Linked DNA regions of Anser cygnoides: regions 2 and 3 are each linked to region 1. The links are chromatin contacts, called in public Hi-C maps. All regions are on one chromosome and are shown on one strand. The core of a region is the stretch at or near the end of the contact, and the rest is flanking DNA. Distances in the headings are between cores, read along the strand shown. Region 1 overlaps NRIP1 (nuclear receptor interacting protein 1). Region 2 has its middle 100 kb from the start of NRIP1. Region 3 has its middle 50 kb from the start of NRIP1.

What was found. Hi-C and Micro-C count contacts between places; a contact is called where the count stands out from the background.
Region 2: a Hi-C map of liver shows a contact between it and region 1, with 1.8 times the contacts expected there. The contact joins two enhancer-like sites. A contact is called at or near these places in 2 of 7 Hi-C or Micro-C datasets (both in liver).
Region 3: a contact with region 1 is called in a Hi-C map of liver, with 4 times the contacts expected there. The contact joins two enhancer-like sites. A contact is called at or near these places in 2 of 7 Hi-C or Micro-C datasets (both in liver).

Annotation. Positions count from the first base shown.
Region 1 is chr1:81,160,888-81,163,653 of Taihu_goose_T2T_genome, forward strand. All of the region lies in intron 4 of NRIP1 (nuclear receptor interacting protein 1), which reads left to right. Among named protein-coding and RNA genes, the nearest start is that of NRIP1, 94 kb to the left of the region's middle. Within about 2 kb of position 1,369, at least 1 of the 3 cell types and tissues checked has open chromatin away from gene starts, as enhancers often do. A contact at or near this core is called in liver, where this site is marked.
Region 2 is chr1:80,966,591-80,969,356 of Taihu_goose_T2T_genome, forward strand. No RefSeq gene overlaps it. Among named protein-coding and RNA genes, the nearest start is that of NRIP1, 100 kb to the right of the region's middle. Within about 2 kb of position 1,336, at least 1 of the 3 cell types and tissues checked has open chromatin away from gene starts, as enhancers often do. A contact at or near this core is called in liver, where this site is marked.
Region 3 is chr1:81,016,899-81,019,664 of Taihu_goose_T2T_genome, forward strand. No RefSeq gene overlaps it. Among named protein-coding and RNA genes, the nearest start is that of NRIP1, 50 kb to the right of the region's middle. Within about 2 kb of position 1,428, at least 1 of the 3 cell types and tissues checked has open chromatin away from gene starts, as enhancers often do. A contact at or near this core is called in liver, where this site is marked.

The DNA of each region.
Region 1 (2,766 bases), core at 119-2,618:
ATAGCGCTCTGTCTAAATATAAACTGCTCCCAGTCATGTCTAGACTAACATCGGAGCTGCTGGTGTTGAAAGTGGAGACTCAGAGTACAAGCCATCCTGTTCTTCAGATTGCTAGTTATAATGTACTTACAGAAACTTTGTGATGGTGTTACATGTTTGAACGTTATGACATTGTGTTCCTCAAGACTCCTCATCTTTCTTCTGTTTGTGTCAGAAGGTGTGTCTGGTGGACATGATCTGTACAATGATTATTTATCAGTGTGTGGTTAAAGGTTTGGGAACATATCACTGAGTGAGTGAATGGATGGATAGATCAGTAAATGACCTCCATTGTTAACTATTTTCAGCTGCTGAGTTTGAATGAGTCTTTCAACTGTTGCTACTGTGTTTAATCTGCTCACTTACTCAGTGTTCAGTATTAAAGCAGCTTTCTAGGAGGCAAATGTCCTGATTACAGAAGAGGTTAGTTTGATTGTATTCTGCAGGGACCTTATGTTACAAGGTTCTTTTTTTTAATTGAAAAATATATGCTGTGCTCACAGCTAGTTAGGATAGATGAGTGAATGTTGTATTTGGGAGTGCACATCCAAATATACAGTTGCTGTATTAAGTGACTCAGAGTTATAAACTTGAGAATCTTATTCTTTAGCAGTGGTCTTACTACCATGTCCTATACTTCTGAGAGGGTTCTCCTTTCAAATTTCTGATTTAGTATGTATTAAATAGTGAAAAAAGATGGCAAAAAGGGGTGTCTTCCACTTTGTTTTCATTTAACGTAAGAGCCGTTCCTTAGTTTATTTGATACCCTGCCTAACATCTCTTGTTAACATAAATAAGCCCAGGTCAGCTGCTCTCAAAGGTGGGGAATACTTAAAACATGTAATGCACCAATGTGAAGAAAATGTGGTATTTCTGGTAAGCATACTAAATAAATAAATAATTTAGGAGCTTTGATCAAATGCCAGCTCTTACATCAGTCCTCTTTGTAGTCTTTCTTGCTGATCTGTGACCTTGACCTTGTGTTTGTGTTTGTATGTCAAATCTATTTTTGGGATGGACAAGCTAAGTTCAGTTTAATAGGATTTATACTGCGGCTTCAGGGGATGCCTCACTATAATATAAAAATAAAAGTAATTTGATTTATTTTATTTTCAGTGAACTTTTCAAATTTCACAGTGACTGAAAAGAACACATTGGAGATATATATGCATATATATATATATTTAATTCTGTTCAGGAAATGCTTCTTAAAGGTATCTTCGTCTGACTAGTGAACTCTTCAGTGTTCAGTAGAGACATTCTGCCTGGAGATGGTGGTTTCCATCTAGAGAATCTCAGCAGTGGCAATACTGCGTTTGCTTTCATATGACAAAAGTGTGGTTTGGCACTTATAGACGTAGGTCCTGCCCTTTGTCCTTCCCCACACCACTCCAGCATTCACACATCCCCACATGGAGGACTGTGAAACAACCAGTCAACAGCTTCTTTGGGGTTCACTTTGGTGTCAATGAGGTCCTTAGTCCTGCTTGTCCTGTAGGAGCTTTTTATAGGAATATGTGTCAATGTAAGGAAGGGAGCAGGAGCAAGCAGCTGAAAATTTATAGAGCAAGACAATGCTACATGTTTTGGCAGTAGCTTCATGCTTAAATCAGACAAATTCCTGTGGAACTGTGTTTTTATATGCCTTTAAATGTGCAGCTTCTGAACTAGTCTGTTTTATTCATTAGAGTTCTTCATGGTGACTGAGGTTGACTCTTTTTTTCTACAGAGGGATGGGACTCACAAGCAGACAGTTAATGATTCACCAGTGCTGCACATGTTCAGCAGGGTTCTTGAGCACAGGCTTAATTTTAGACATATGCTAACATGGACGTGAAGCTGGTTTTGTAATTGACACTGTAGGCATATGGCTTTATAAAGGCTTAGTGAAGTTGTTGGTTTGACGTGTACTATGAAAGACGGTCCCAAATTAGCTAATGCTTACATGTAAGTAAGAGATGATAGGTTTATTTTTAATAGGTCTTTCATTTTGCTGGCTATGTTCTTGCATGTGGAAAATCACACACTTAGAATCAATTGTACATCTGTGTTGTTTTGTTTTATATTGTTTTAAAATGTGTATAAGTATTTCAACTTTCTTGACATTAATGGAACAATCAGTAATGATAAACAGTTATATATTGCTATTTTGTAATTATGTCCTTCATATAGCACTCATGAAAGACAGATATAAAACATATTAGTAAAAGCTCTATTCCACAACTTCATGACAGCATATCATCTTTCTGCTTAAAATGCTTGTCATTTTTATCAACATAAAATTTGAGAAATTACTTCAAAGTTCATGCCCGTGTATTAAGGGGTAGTTAAAACACTTGCCCTTGCCAGCCTTCCACTGTTCCTACCACGATTTTGTTGAAGTGTATACAGAGTCATAGTTTGCATTGTTTTTTAGTGAAGTCAGTATTTTAACTGTTCTAATTTGACTCATGACTTAGGTCAATTTGACTCATGTCTCAGGATGAGTTGCAACCCAGTTCCTAAAGTTTGAGAGTATCATTAATTGTCTATTCATCTCTGTATACATCTATGTGACTTAAAAGGTTTTTATTGTTTTAGTTGGGGATTTGCTATGAATGTTTGCAGATTAACTCTGGCCCACTGGTAAAATGAGGAATTTGTGATGTTCTGTACAGGATGTTGTTAGCTTTTTCTCTCCAGGTTTCACTAAAGTTGGTTCTTACATTGTATATTCATTTTTGCTCG
Region 2 (2,766 bases), core at 86-2,585, 190 kb before region 1:
CAGTATCTATTGTGTAAATAACCATTTTTAAAAATTTGTGTTGTCATAAAACTTCTTATGAAAAGTACCTAAGGTACTTTGCATGCTGAGTAACCACTTTTCAACATTAAGTACCTTAGCCAAAAATACATTTTTAAATTAAGCAGCTTTTAATTTATATATGATTTAAAAAGAACTCTTTTAAACCACTCAGCATATACTTTTTTGTACTTGTGTAATTTTAAAATGGCCAAGCCAATGCTTTTTAAAATTCCTAAGAATTAAGATAATGGTAAAATAGGAAATCAGGTTGCTATAGCAGGCTCATCAATAATTCTTTGTTACAATACATCTTGCATGACAATACATACCGACAAACATGTGCCTTTGAGCACTTGTTTTTGTTAGTTCATTTCCAGCAAAGAGGGAGATACCACTGTCTACGTCCAAATTTAGAAAGGGTTTGTTGAGCAGGCTCTATACCACGTAGTGATGGAAATAGAGGAGTTCTTTCCTAACACGAGTGAACAACTATGTCTTAGTAAGAGAAAGAAGAAAACAGAGAAGGTGGAGTTGTTGGGGATGAGGCACTGACGCAGAAGTCTGCATGTACTGGAATCATTAAAGGCAAGCTGAATGGGGAGCAAATGAGAGGACATACAGCTGACACTAAAGTAAGCGTCTGCATTCAAGCAAGTAGGTGTGCAATGAGGAAGAACGATGCCCACAGCTGGAATGCCACGGGTCGGGAGTGGAGCCCACAGAGGAGAAAACAGAGGTAAAAGGGCGATGTAGATACCACCCACACAAATTTTTCCTGCTGGTGCATTCACTGGAACAGCAACCCAGTGCAAGTTCCCTGTGGCATATGCACTTTGTTAGCGACTCACCCAAACAGCTATCTGACATGCCAGAAAATATTTACAGAACCAGCAAGGTAAAACGCAACATCAGAGAACATGATAGGGAAATCACTTTAGAAAAACTACCAGCACAAAACAAAACCCAAGCACGTGTAGGAATGGTCACAGGAGATATTTTCTTTATAAGTTTTGGACACTGTTGTTTTAATTGGGGCCACGCAGGCTCCTCCTCATGTGCCTTCCTCAGCATTGCTGCTTGTGAAGGCAAGAGTCCAGCCGGTGACCCAGGGCTACCTCCTGTTGCAGCTGGGACCTCTGTCCTTTGACAGGGGGACGTTCCTACACTTGCATATTTGTGTAATGTACATATACATCCCCACTGTGGCAAGGTGTAAAGGCCTCTTACCATGAGGCTCTGTGCCACTGAGGATCGCTCCAAGACAGAGCTCAAAGGATATGCAAAAGACCCCTGGGAACTGGAGTTTGCCCCATCCCCACCAGCATTCCTCTCTGGTTTACTTAGAACTGACTTGACACACTCAGCTAGCACAAATAAGAACAGCAGGGAGAGGTAATTGCACTGCAAATGCACTGCAAGTCGTGGTAGGGATGAGTTTCATCAGGACAACAAACTATAGTTTGTGGAAAGCTGATTTTTGCAGGGGCCAGCGTGTACAGGATTAGAAGCAAAGTCAATCGCAGTTTGCAGTGTCTTAACTGACCGCTTTTATTTCTGTTTTATTATCAGGAATTTAGTGTTGTTTTTCTCTGTGATGCCGTCCATTACCCATGCAAGACATTTTCTACACAAAATCAGAAGACATGTATTTGCCAAAGGAATACAGTTCAGTGTAGCTACATACTACATCGCTCACCACACTTTGTTTTTTAATCTCTGGCATACTGGGAGCATGTGCTGGACAGCATGTGTACCTTTCAGAGATAACCTGGAGTCAAGGTGTCTCACAGAGGCGCCAGCACAAGTAACGTGAACTTCGGCCTCACGCAGCCCGTTCCAATTTGTCCACACTAAGCCCTAATGTTCCCACAGCAGATGCTAGTGCCTTGTATTTGCTGGCTATACAGATACTCCAAGGGAGTACTTAAGTATGCAGCTGCATATATATTTGGTCTTGCTTAGCTGCTGTTTTTTGTTGTTGTTGTTGCTTTGTATTGTTTTTGTTTGTTTGTGAAATAATGGAAATTGCACTAGTAATTTTGTTGGAAAGACACCAAACACCATGCTGTTTCAAACTCTTGGAGGCATAAAATGTTGAGAATGTGACTGTATAAACAAAGGCAAACACATCAAAAATTGTTACAAAGGTATTTGGGAAAAAAGATAAATGTTCCATCTGTCTTGACTACATCTGTACTCTTTTTGTATTTAATTTCCATCAGTCTTCTAGGAGAGAAGTTCCCTAAGAGCTTACCAAAACTCGAAGTCATTATTTTTAATGTTTTTGCAAAAAATTTAGAAAGTATGGAAGAACAATAAAATGAATCTTCTTTTACACAATGAGCTAGATTCAAGAGTTACATATACCCACGCAGGAAGCAAAAAGAGGGGCCTTCTGTCCAACAGGTTTAAATGCCACATACCCATCACAGATGTCCTAAGAACAAGCTAACAACCAACACTTACTTGTAGCAACTGAACACATCATTTCAAGTGAGGAACACAAATATCTAAAAACTTTAAAAAGTGCTTGGATCACAGAAAATAAAGCTCCTGTTTGTCAAATAAATTATTCCCTGTGCACTATTTGGTCATCTGTCATAACAGCATAACATTTTTTTGAGCATTTTAATAACTGGTCAGGAATATTATTCAGTAATGTTTATGAATGTCTGGTGAAAAAAGGAATAAATACAGTAAAAAACATCTTTGATGTCAGCAGGTGTTCATGAGTAACCTAGGGAA
Region 3 (2,766 bases), core at 178-2,677, 140 kb before region 1:
TTCACTTGCCAGCCTGTAACTTCAAGGTCCGTTCCTGAAGCTGGCCTTCATACCTAGCTGATGTTGGGTTTGCACTCCTATTGTATGGTGCTCCCTTGTTTTGTAGGTGTTCAGGCAGATTCCTAGCATCTCTATAACATCCTCAATTTGCTGCATATGTTTTTCTAAATTGTCTGCTGGTTCATTAAAATGCAGTGAAAATTTCTATACTTTTGATAAGTCAGTAGAGCCAGCTGCAGGGACATGATTTTGCTTGGATGGAGTAGGACCGTTGGGACTCAGACTCAGATCAAGACCTCTAACCAGTGAAAATCAACATGACTTTGCTGATTTCTGGTAGCTGAGGAATTCATTTCTACAAATGCTAAATTCCATACAGTTCTGAAGGGCCAGAAACAGCTTGTTTCTTATTTGATAGCTTTCATGCTGTTTTCCACTGATATACACCATGGCTACACCCTGCACAATGGAATCAATAGGTATTTTCCCACCAATTTCAACTCTTCCACATACAGTAAAAATTTGCAGCCACAGAAAAATGCTGTGGCATACACAATGTGTACATTGTGTGTTCTCTAGCTGGTAGAAATTTGGCATAGCTCATTTGACTGCATTAATGTAAAGTCGAAGTGGATGAGATGTATATCTGGCTCTGGAAGTTGATTTATCATTGGACCCTCAGTGTAGGTCAGAAACTATCACGTGTACATAACTGCATGTGCAGAACAGTCAACATGTAAAGATAAAAATGTTTTAAAGAATACTGAAAGTATGTTTAGAAAGCCACAAAACCATTCCCAGTTATTTTTACAGAGCATATGACAAATTTCTGATACATTAACCACCTGTGAAGGCTACACTAGTTCCCTTCAATTAGAAAGGCTACCACGTTGTCTTTACAGCCAAGGATTTCAAGGACATGGCTTGTTGCTTAATTCACTTGATCCTATTGGCTAGCTGTCAACAAAAGTGACAATCCTGTACTTGTAACGTCATAAATTTCCAAGTAGTTGTAAACTGAGGACCATGACTTTGACTTAAAGGCGGGAGCAGATGACTTGGGCGCTTACGATCTTGTTTTCAGGAAGTGAGACGTTGCAATCGTAATACTAAAAAGTTACTTCACTGGAAAAGAAGGCAAGAAATCATTGTACTGAAGTGCCCCTACTGTTTCTCCAAGTCTTCCTGAAAAATATAATTGATTTCTAAGCTTTGTGCAAGACTGCATATTTATTGCGCTGAATGAAATATGGATTGTGTGAATTCTGTTGGTGTGACTTTCAACCCACTTGAATATTATGAGTTTGACAGTTTGACTCTAGCTCAGTTTATTTCCCACTTGAGAGACTGGAAAGGAACAGATGGGGATGTGCGAACAAAGAGGGAGGGGATGAGCGTGCAGCAGCTTAAGTCACGGGCCTGTGTCAGCGCACCTCCCTGCAGCTAGGCAGGGGTGGCGGCCGTGATCTAGAAGCAGTTTTCCAGGCATTATTAAAGCTGCAGAAGTGCATGTAACTCTCCAGGCAGGCGTTAGGCAGCCCCAGAAGGTAAGGGAAGGTCTGCCGAGTCTGTGCTGTGCCAAATTTAGAGCTGGAAGGGAAAAGGTGTCAGAGGTCAGCTTTACAGGTCTTGTAGGACGTTGGCTGTCTTGACTGATCGTCAGTGCCATCGGGCATGTCCTCACATTAGTGCTGAGTTAATAGATAACTAGCTGCATCATCACAATATTTACTCCACCAGCTTGAACACTTTTTTCCCCTGTTAATAGCATCTGTATTTTTTAAATGTTTTGTGTATTTTCAAGTCTTTTGTCTACTTACCACATTTTGTGTCCTTATTACATATACTGCTTAGTCATATATTTACTGAAAATTAATGAAGAAGAACACTTGGCACTTTCCAGAGTTAAAATACTTTGCAAACATTAACTAATTAATAATGTATCCCTTATTTTCAGGTGTGCTAGCATGCCTGAATGCTGAGTGAAATTCTGCTAAATCATTGCCTTCCTGCATGTCCCCTGCTCTTTTGCTGCCCCACTACATGGTTCAGGAGGCATATCATTTGAGCTTGGTTATAGACAGCGAGCTGATTCAAACTTCTGATAAGCACATGATTTCCAAAGTGCCTCTATAATCCACTCCAGGCTTCTAAACAAAGCTCAGTGTGACACACAGCTGTGTCTGAACCCATGAGGTACGATCTTAAAATAACCTGAATGCCTTTTATTTGACGAAGCACAACCCCCGTTTTAGGCAGGCCTGGCCCACGTGGCCAGGGATTTGTCAAGGACTCGGACGGGTTTTACTCTTTTGTGGCATATTCCTGTGCAGGCCCTGTGCTGCCTGTCAGTGTGGGTCCCGTGGCCCTGCAGTAGCTAGGCCAGGGCCTTTCCCTTAAGGCTTTGCCAGCCAGGAGGCCTCTGACAGTTTCCGTCAAGATGGGAAACCAAGGCACAAATCTTGTCGTTAACATCTGCTATGCCCATGGTTTATAGAGCCTTGTAACCAGTTAGGTTCAAAGGTGTTTGCTTTCACTGCGGAGTTTACAGAGGCTGTGCCTTTATTTATCTCAGGACACACATAAATGTTTGAGAGCAAGGCTCAGTTACTGCAATCCCCTCCTAGCAGGAGTTTGCCATAACTCAGCTTGCTCATGAGGCTTGCTCACCGATCTGACAGCTTGAGTGATACTGCTCCCACCTTGCTTTCCTTGATTTTTGCCAACATTTGCATTGTAGGCCACGAGCTGTTCACCATCTCCCCA